2 separate regions of the Mus musculus genome follow, and region 2 is linked to region 1. The links are chromatin contacts, called in public promoter capture Hi-C maps. All regions are on one chromosome and are shown on one strand. The core of a region is the stretch at or near the end of the contact, and the rest is flanking DNA. Distances in the headings are between cores, read along the strand shown.

Region 1 (4,680 bases), core at 573-3,072:
GCCTGGGGACCATTGTGTTATCTGTGGTGGCCATCGATCACACCAGACACTGCTTGTTTTTCTCAATCTACAGAACCCATCTTTATGGAAGGTGTCATATGTACATCACAAAGAGATTTGATGTAGTTTCATCCAATCCTCCTCCCACTCAGTCCCCTCCCATCACTGTATAAGACGAGGCTCTTCTATACAGTCCCTTGCTCTGCATAATGACACAGATTCCTTTATATTTATTAAGAGCTTCAGGCACTATAGCCTGCTATTCTATAGTCAGCTATTCTAATACTGGCCTTAAGCTACTTCCCAGATATGTGGCCTATACCTGCCATCTTAGCCTCTCCCTGGCACCTCCTTCTATGTCCCAATGGCAACTCTCTGGTCCTCTGATTCTTTGGTCTTTCCCCCCAACCCCCGCCCCTCAGAAGTCCTGCCTTTTCCTTTCCTGTTCATCTATTGGCTGTTCAGCTCTTTAATTAACCAATCAGAAGGTGATGGAGAACAATGTTTTACAAAATACTGAGTCGGGAGAAACTTCATAATATTGACAATGCCAAGGTCTGACTGCAAATGGATCTGAGTGCAGAAATCAGGATTTGAATACACAGTGCAAAAAAAACAAAAAAACAAAAAAACACTATCCAACATGCTTCCCACCCACCTCTCACTCCCATACTCCTCCAACCCCCACTAAGCAGGGTTTCTCTGTGTAGCCCTGGCTGTCCTGGAACTCACTCTGTAGACCAGGCTGTCCTTGAACTCACAGAGACCTATGTGCTGCTGCCTCCTGAGTGTTGGGATTAAAGGTGCCACCACCTTACCCAGTTTCGTCAGATCTTTATTTAGCTTACTTTGCTCCTCAAAGAGATTTATGAATGCCTTGTTGTACACGTGGAGGTGAGTTACTTATCACCAGAAAAGTTTTCATCAAATTGTGCTATGCTGTATGGACTTTTTCTTTATACAGTAATCAGAATACAGTGATTTCATGCTGTAAAAAGATTATAAAAGCCAAGAGAAAGGAACTGTAAAAGAATTGGCAGCACCTTATCTTAAGGACAAGATCCAGAGGGTGGGCACATAACTTAGCCTCCCTCTCTGTGGGCCCCAGGGCCACACCACTCAGTGAGAGACAATGGTCATAGGACCCAGGATCCTAGAGAAAAGTGGTGCTGGGCAGTCCTCTGAGGAGAGCCATCAACCATCTGTCCTAGAGTCCTTGACCTGCAGGGGGGCAGAGCTCAGAGGATGGGAGATGGCCCTGCATTGAGTTCTCCCTCTCACAAAACAGTTCTCTTCTATGAACCATGGACGTACTGCTAAATGGGTGAAGACAAAACTTACAAATCTTTTAAGTTCATAAACACCAAAACTGAGCCCAGTATCCAGGAATGTCCCTAAATTGGGGCTTTAATCACTTCACTAAATTACCCTGTGATTTTAATCATCAAACTAAGTGTTTGAGAAACTGCCAATCCAAAGGAAACCAGAAGTCTCACTCTGAGAGTTTCTCATAGGAAAACTGAACGTCTGGTTTATTAAGCATCTATTTGTTAGATATTTAGTGTCTATTAATCTTCTGCTAAGAGATTTAGTTCTTCTTTTCCTGGGGTGGGATGCCTAACTCGTAATATAAGAAGCCTCTAGAGTAACAGCTCCTGAGCCTGTCCGCACCTGGGCCTCACCTTTTGCCAGGAGGATATTCAAACAGGATGAAAGAGTGAATGAGAATGGTTGATTGTTTTCCATGTGACTGGGAAAGACTATTACAAATAGTCACTCCACCTGGGTGACACAGAGTGGACACATTATCAGGGAGCCAGCATGGCTGATAAGTCCAAGTTTATCGACTACATCGATGATGCTTTAGAAAAATCAAAAGAGACAACACTTTCCCAGTTATTTCTCACCTACCAGGGGATTCCTTACCCAGTCACCATGTGCACTCAGGAAACTTTCCGAGCTTTGGATGCCTTTGAAGCCAGAAGTGATGACGTCCTGCTAGCATCCTACCCGAAGTGTGGTAAAGCGGACCTTTCCCTACGAGTGCATTTTGGAAGGAGGTGGGAGAGGGCGAAGGTGGGAAGGAGGAGGTTCGTTTCCACATGGAACACACTGGAAATCAGCAGGGAGGAGACCAGGACAGGAGAGTGCATGCGTTACAAAGTCAACAACTGAGACAGCTTGAGATATAGCTTCCTGGAGGTCAGGGTGCAGAGGTCACGGCAGATGATGGAATGAGTGGTGGGAGGCAGCATGGCGGGGTCAGAATAACAAAATGTGACTATTTTTGACAGATAATGAAGGATGTCATTTCTGTCATTTATATAATGGTTTCCATGTGGTGAGGTTGTTTTTTTTAATCCAGGATCTAACACTAATTCTCTGGTTTCTCAAATCAGTTTTAGAAGGTCCGTCATCAGTGGCGGAAAAAGATTGGAGGATAAAGATTAAGAATCTAACTTACTCTACTGTACATTATCTACTTTTTCTGTTTGAGTCTTTGCTTGTTTTAATTGAGGTTCAGGCTGACCTAGAACTTACGTCTTCTGCTTCGGCCTCTAGCTTGGGTTATGGGTGTGAGCTATTCCACCCTCTGGCAGCATCTGCTACTGATTCTTTCAACTGTTACTTACGAAAGCCCATTTCTTTGAACACTTTTCTGTTACTTAATGCTGGACTTTTATAAAATCGAGGTCATATACTCCTGTAGCTTAATTGCGGAGGAAATATAGTATATAAACCCAACATTTCTCTAGCATAATATTCTTCTTTAAGAAACATATTCTATTTTCAAAATGAGTCATGTCAAGGAGACATCTGAGGTTTATGTGGTGTCAAATGTCTGGAATCTCAATACTCATGAGGCTGAGACAGGGGACTCATGAATTAGAAGCCAATGTGGGGTACACTGTACCCTGCCCTCAAAAGAAAGGAAGAGTGGGAGGGAGCGGGGAAGGGAAAGGAAAGATGAATTTTATAAGTTCACTAAATTCCCTGTTAATACACACAAATGCTCTTTGCTCCCAAATTATTTTTTCCCAGTATCTAGGTTCTTTCAACCTCTAAAGAAGCAAATGCAGACATCATGGGAGAGTTGAAAATGTAAAATTTCCTCATCTATATGAGAAGGTGAAATGTCTTTGTTATAAGACTCCTTGATGAGCTTCTGTTTTCTGTTTGTTTTTCTTACAGGTTCAAACTGGATTCTCCATATTGTCAGTGAATTAATATTTGCCGTTTCTAAAAAGAAATACGCATGTCCAGAATTTCCAGTTCTTGAATGTGGTGACGCCGAGAAATATCAGGTTGGTACCCAAAGTCTTTCAAGGTACAGCACACAATCCCAGGGGGATTTCTTTCACTCTGGAGTCTTCCCTTCTGGGTTCAGAAAGTATTAATAGGGTGCTCACAATGATCACTGATCAGGAGTTATTGCTTGTTTACCATATTCTCAGGCCTCTTCCAGTATTATCTCATTTTTCTTACAAAACAACTTTATCACCAGTTGACAAAGGATGAAATTGCCAACCTTGCCCAAGATGAAGATAATAAATGGCAAGGCCAAAAATGGAATCTGAGCTTTCTGATTCGAGCTCTTGAAAGAATTTAATATACAGCTATTCTTACGAATAGTAGCAATTCTTTTAACTTGACGCGCAAGTAATCTGAGAACACCCAGGACAGGAACTAAGCCCAAGAGTTACAGGCACGGGTAGGATGCTAGGCAGAGGCATTTTCAATTTCCTTGCCTTCATTACAGCTGCTGTGTACGTGACCAGTGAGGAATAGCGAAGGGGTAGTTAGGTCAGACAAGCCTCCGATGAGGATGAGCCTTGAAAGCGCTTACAGAGCTCTCAGCCTATTAGCATTGCTCTCTCTCTCTCTCTCATCAGAATTGGCTGGGACACTGCATTCGGGAATCTCTGCTTACTGCCCAGGGAGGAAGGGGTAAGAGGTAGGCTCTGCTTTGGGATCTTATGCTTAGACACAGCAGGAAGATGATGAACCGCCCTCTGCTGGCCTCATACAGGGAGGAAGGAAGGCTGGACCCAGGGGAAACCATTCCTGTAAAACCCCGGAAGTACTAACCACCAAGTTTCTCTATGGAGAAAGTCCCATGGGGACTTGCGGGGACAGCTTCTGGGAAGTGACCACACTCTACAGCTTGACGAATACAAACGTCAAGTTCCCAAAGGTTAAAGGGAGCCCATTTCCATGGATTGGGGAAAGTAACAGCAGAAAAATGAAGTTTGAATGGCAGCTGTTTGAGACTTGAGCATGAGTGGGAGGCAAGCCGCAAATCCCGGTGCGCAGGCAGCCACCCACTGCACCTCAAGGTGCAAAAGAGAGTTCAGAGGCCATTAAGGCCCAGCGTCCCAAACTTGGGGAGGGTTGTTATGCTCGAGGGCATCCAATGAAGGCTCAGACAGCAGGGGCTCAGGCTTTAGGGCTAGGAGAACGCACGGACGGACTCGTGAGCTTTTGCTAAGGGAAGAGATGGGACACCTAGAGAAAAGCCAAACAACTGTCATGTAACCTTGCTCCTAATGAGGACATTTGGTATTGCTTTAGAAGTGATACTAACGTGTGCCCAGCTTTCTAACCTTTATTTTAAAAACCTATTATGTCCTGGGTCAGGATCTTTTTTTTTTTTTTTTTTTACTTTATTTGCCAATGTTA
Region 2 (4,985 bases), core at 1,696-4,195, 640 kb before region 1:
TCTCATTAAGCATCAGGGAGCCAGGCTTACGCAATGCTGGCCACTGATTAATAAATTAAATTACTAATGCTCATGAATAAATCATAACCTGTTTAGGATTCACTGAACATCATGAAGCCAGGCTTATGATATGCTGGCTGCTAATTGATATTTATGCTTGAAGTTAGAAAGAGTCTAGAAAGCTCCATTTTAAATAACAAATCCTAGACTTTAGAGGAGAGTCTATCTACTATTATCCTGCTAAGTGGAATTAAACTGACTCCTAATGACTGTTTGTTTTTGTCATTAGCGATTAACACAGAGGCCCACAACAGGTCTAGGTACACAAAAATAAAAGATTGTAGAACACTGAGCTCTCAACAGGGCATCTGCATAAAACATACACACATACTGCCAAGATTCAGGGATCATCACAGCAGAGGGGGCTGAAGGATCAAGAGAGGCAGAGGCAGTGGGTGACTACATGGAAACAGTATTTTCTGGGCACAATAGGGCAGTTGCACAGACCAACTCACAGTGGTTGTGATAGTTTGGGCAAGCCCTATGTGAACCCAAGAGAGACAAAACCCTAGCATAGAGGAAGGAGTTTGGCTGAAGTCCTACCCTTAGCTGGGGGAGCTATTGGCAAGTGATAGCTGTTTGGAGAAGGACAGTCAGTTTTCTTTAAGGTTGTGGTCCTTCATAAGTTCAGTGGATGGCCACATACTCATGGCAACATGCATAAGTGGACTTAATATAACACAAAGTTGAGTGGCTGTGGGAGTGGATCTGAGAGGAGCTGGGTGAGGTGATCAAGTACGATCAAAGTGGCCCTGTTGGAGTAGGTGTGTCACTGTGGGTGTGGGCTTTAAGACCCTCATCCTAGCTTCCTGGAAGCCAGTAGTCTGCTAGCAGTCTTCAGATGAAGATGTAGAACTCTCAGCTCCTCCTTTACCATTCCTGCCTGGATGCGGCCATGCTCCCACTTTGATGATAATGGACTGAACCTCTGAACCTGTAAGCCAGGCCCAATTAAATGTCCTAATAAGAGTAACCTTGGTTATGGTGTCTGTTCACAGCAGTAAAACCCTAACTAAGACAGTGCCTATGTATTTTACGTTTACACAGAAACTCAAAGACAAAGCAGCTTTGGTCTTTTGGCTTGAAGTACATGGTACCTAGTAGACTGGCAAAGAGGGAGGAAGGTGGGAGGCAGTAAGGCAGTCCATGATGGAGTCTGCCCAAATGAGGAAAGACTCATTTTATTAGAGCATACACACCCACAGAAGATGTCTCAGAACTGGCAGTGAACTATCCTTCTGGTTCACTTTGTGCCTTTGGCAACACCCTTGTCTTGGCCTCCAAGTAATGTGAAGGAGTTTGTACAGGGCAGAGGCGCTGTGTCTTTAAATTACTAAGACACAGGGAATAGAAGCAAGGAATGTCACATATCTGAGGAACCTGGGCACATATCCCTGGACCCCTGACCTGGCAAGACTGCTTTCCTCTCTATGTTTTCTTCCTTGATTGGCCTGCTGCACACTCACCCACCAGGTCCCTATCCCTATGCAAAATAGTCCCTCGGACTAGGACGAGTGGTGACAGGCGGAGCTTGTCTGAACAAATGTCCAAATGACTTAGGAGATTTCGTTAACTAATTTTGCTAATTAACTTCTTTCAACTAACTAACTAAATAAATAAATTTCCTGGTCATTTGGTCAGTTCCAGGACCAGTGGAAGAAAACTTGGCATAGTGCTTATGGTGGAGTGAATTGGGTGCAGGGGTATTCGCTGGGATCCCCAGGGGAATACTATCCCCTGTGATGAGAGCTCCAGTATCAGGGCTCTGAGAGCCATGAGACAGGCACCCGGATGTAAGTAGCCTGGGATGGGGAAGCTGGGCACGCAGAATGAGTAGCAGTTGTTCAGGTAAACTTGACGCTGCTAGAAGACAAAGGGGATATTGAGAGGGTGTCCATCACAAAGTGAACAGCAGACTCAGGGTAACTTCTTGCAGGCAGGAGGAAGTCTGCTGGATCCCAATACAGGAAGAGGTTGGATAAGCCTCGCACACTGAATGTGAGGGAGCAGGCGTGGAGATTGATGTATAAAAGAGACTGAGGCAGGGTGCATTTGAGAACCTGGGAGACGATTTCAGGATTAAGTGATTGGATTTGCATGTGAAAACCTGTTCCTTTTGGCTTCAGGATGAAGACTGGGTTGGATGAGCATGGAAAGGGAGGTTGGTAGACTGGATAGCAGTGACTTGTAGCAATGCAGCTAGAGAACAAGGTGAGAGGAGGTAGGCTGTGAGCACTGGCCCATGACACTTATCCTGACTCTGTCCTGTGTATGTTCAGGTGGCCTCCTAGGTGTTCCGATGCCAGACCATTGCTCACCCTGTCAGAGCTCTGGTCAAATGGTCTCTGATCACCTTATAGGCCCACACATGACTGAGATCTTAAAACAGGGGTGGAGAAGAGAGAAAGGAAGACATAGTGGCCAAGAGAAGCAGACCTGTTGTCTCAAAGGCTGCTTTCTTCTTCTGTTCTCTGGAGGCTGCTAGAAGTTGGCAGATATATTATGGGTCAAGACCTACTGAGGCTGTTCCCCTTTTGTTTTTAATTTCTAGAATGTCTTAATACATGTCATTTTATCTCAGGAAATGTGTCTGCAATTTTGCAGATACACCATGCCCAGGGTGGCTCTGGCTATGTGAGAGGCTACCCGCTCACCCTGAAGTCCGGGTCACTGCCGGATCCCCTGCTAAACCCAGGCACTCCCTTGCTATGGCACAGTGACTAAGTCATGGAACTTGGTGGTGTTTTATCCAGCAGACCTGTTTTCTTGATCTGGACTCTGAAAGAGGAAGCCTTGTTGCTTCTCCTGGATACAAACCTACAGCTTCCTCCTCTGTGTGTCTGACTTCAGATAGGCTGCCTGCCACCCCACCCTGACATCTGGCTGAGCAGTAGGAATGGTGTGTGTTGGACAGAGCAATTCAGAGCTGAAAGGCCTTGGCAGAGAGGTGGGAGGCAGCTTTTCTGGCCCGAATTCCACCTACCGGCTTTGAGCCAACATTTCTTTTCCTTCCTTTTGCAAACAGCCTGTTCCCCCACAAGACCTGGACAGGGGAGAACTAATTTACATAATGGAGACTCAGGTAACAGAGATGGGACATGAGCCTTGGGCCACAAACGATGTGTTGAGTTCAGGAGCCCCACTACTTTGTGTGAGGTTTTGATAGGAGACTCGGCAGCATCTTCATCGGCTCCTGACCGTGAGCAGCCAACTCGGGAACTTCAACAATAAGCATTACTCCTGCCAAGAAAAGCTGGCTGACATCCTGGAAGGCAACACCCAGCTGCTCCCATCTTTGGCAAGAGACACAGGGCAGGCAGGAGCTCTGAAACACACAAAGACCCAACAGGCTGATGAGTACCCAGGGTTCATTAAATTTCTAGGCAGAGTTAACTTATCCTGTGTTCACATCTTGCAGGTTGAATTAAGTAGGGAGATATAGTCTCTGTGATATAGGCCTGAACAATGTACACTGGAAGAAGGCCGAGAAAGGGAACATTAATGACATAGGCTTGAATGCTACAGGTCGCATAGAGTCATTGAGTTTGTGCATGGGAAAAAAAATGAAGTCTATAGCAAAACAGAACCAGGTTGCTTCTTTTGAGTAAATGGTTAGTAGGTTCCAGTGCCAATATTCACATCTTGTTTACTATCTGACCACTTGGTCAAGGAGTAGACATGTATAGGGTACTGCTTCGTGTCCTGTTAAGGACAGATGTTGGTGATCTCCCCTTTAGGAGATCACTTATGGATAGCTTACAAACTTACTTATGGATGCTTACAATGCTTTGCTTCTGTGCACAGCCCCCACGTGACTAATCTTGAGAGCGAGGCTAACCTTACTACATTGTTGAGTTAGCCCATGCACAAGAAACAAGGGCTTTTGTATAAACTAAATTACACCATTGGGCTTTTAAAAATATATCATAAATCAACAGAAAGATTCTTCTGAAACATTTTCTGTAGGCAGCTGAGGAAGCGAGCCACAGTTCACTTGTCGCTCTCTCTACCACCATGTTCCCTGACACAGAATATCTAGGTTTGAGGTCTGGCTCATCTTGCTTCCAGTTCTGGGATGTTATTCCCGTTGCATGCCTTGACTTCACTAATGGTACAAGGGCATAAGAATGACACAACCTCAAAAGCGTAAAAATTAAGTTGGATACAATAAAGGTAAAGTATCAAGTATCTAATGACATTGTATCACACTAACACTAAGGTACCATCCTAATAGGATGATACTATGAGGGATCTGGCTTAAGCATCATGCAAAGCTATAGAACACTTAGGTTGCACACTTAGTGCCCTCTCAAACAATAAATACCTGAGAGTATATAAGCCAAAAGAAAAACACAGCAAACTACCTTAGACGTTAAGTGTGTTTTGGCAGGTGACAAACTTTCCATTTAGGTGTGCTAGAGCCCTGGATTGCCATTGCAGAAGGAGGTAACGTAACTCAGGCTGTTTTGGGTTGCAGGGACAGGAGGAAAGCAGAAGAAACCAGAGAAGTCGGGTCAATGACTTCAGCAGTGACGGCAGTCAGTGAGGAGCCACATGGGCTCTGTAGCTAGAAGAGCTCTTCGGAGCACAAAAAAACGTACATGCCTTAACTCCTTTGTATTAATGTATTGTTTACTTTTAAAATTGCTTCAAATAGTGTTTTTGATAATTTTATACCTTTATATAAGTTTGATCATCATTTATTCATCACACTCCTCCTTTATGCCCTTTCCCTGAAACTCCATCAGGAAATCTTTTACTTCCAAGAAAGTCCCTTTCTTATATCGATATCTTAAAACATTAATAATAAGCCCTGAGTTTGATTGTGATTGCTTGCAAGTGTGGGGGTCACTTCCTGAATCTTGGGATCTTGTCTGTGGTTGCATCTTGAAGAAAAACAAATCCCCATCCTTCAGCAGCCATCA

Evidence for each region. Promoter capture Hi-C pulls out the DNA fragments that hold promoters and counts their contacts.
Region 2: a promoter capture Hi-C map of neural stem cells shows a contact between it and region 1. The contact joins the enhancer-like site here to the promoter of Sult6b1 in region 1. A contact is called at or near these places in 5 of 39 promoter capture datasets (the 3T3-L1 cell line, the SN4741 cell line, cranial neural crest and 2 more), 3 of 115 datasets of contacts at active chromatin or transcription factors (bone marrow-derived macrophages, large pre-B cells and stem cell-derived neural progenitor cells) and 1 of 9 other capture datasets (macrophages).

Annotation. Positions count from the first base shown.
Region 1 is chr17:78,904,134-78,908,813 of GRCm38.p6, reverse strand. Sult6b1 (sulfotransferase family, cytosolic, 6B, member 1) reads left to right here and starts at 1,822. Exons shown (of 7, transcript NM_001163625.2): 1 at 1,822-2,020; 2 at 3,193-3,305. The coding sequence starts at 1,822.
Region 2 is chr17:79,542,366-79,547,350 of GRCm38.p6, reverse strand. No RefSeq gene overlaps it. Among named protein-coding and RNA genes, the nearest start is that of Gm10494, 34 kb to the right of the region's middle. Within about 2 kb of position 2,945, at least 74 of the 459 cell types and tissues checked have an H3K27ac peak or open chromatin away from gene starts, as enhancers often do. A contact at or near this core is called in neural stem cells, where this site is marked.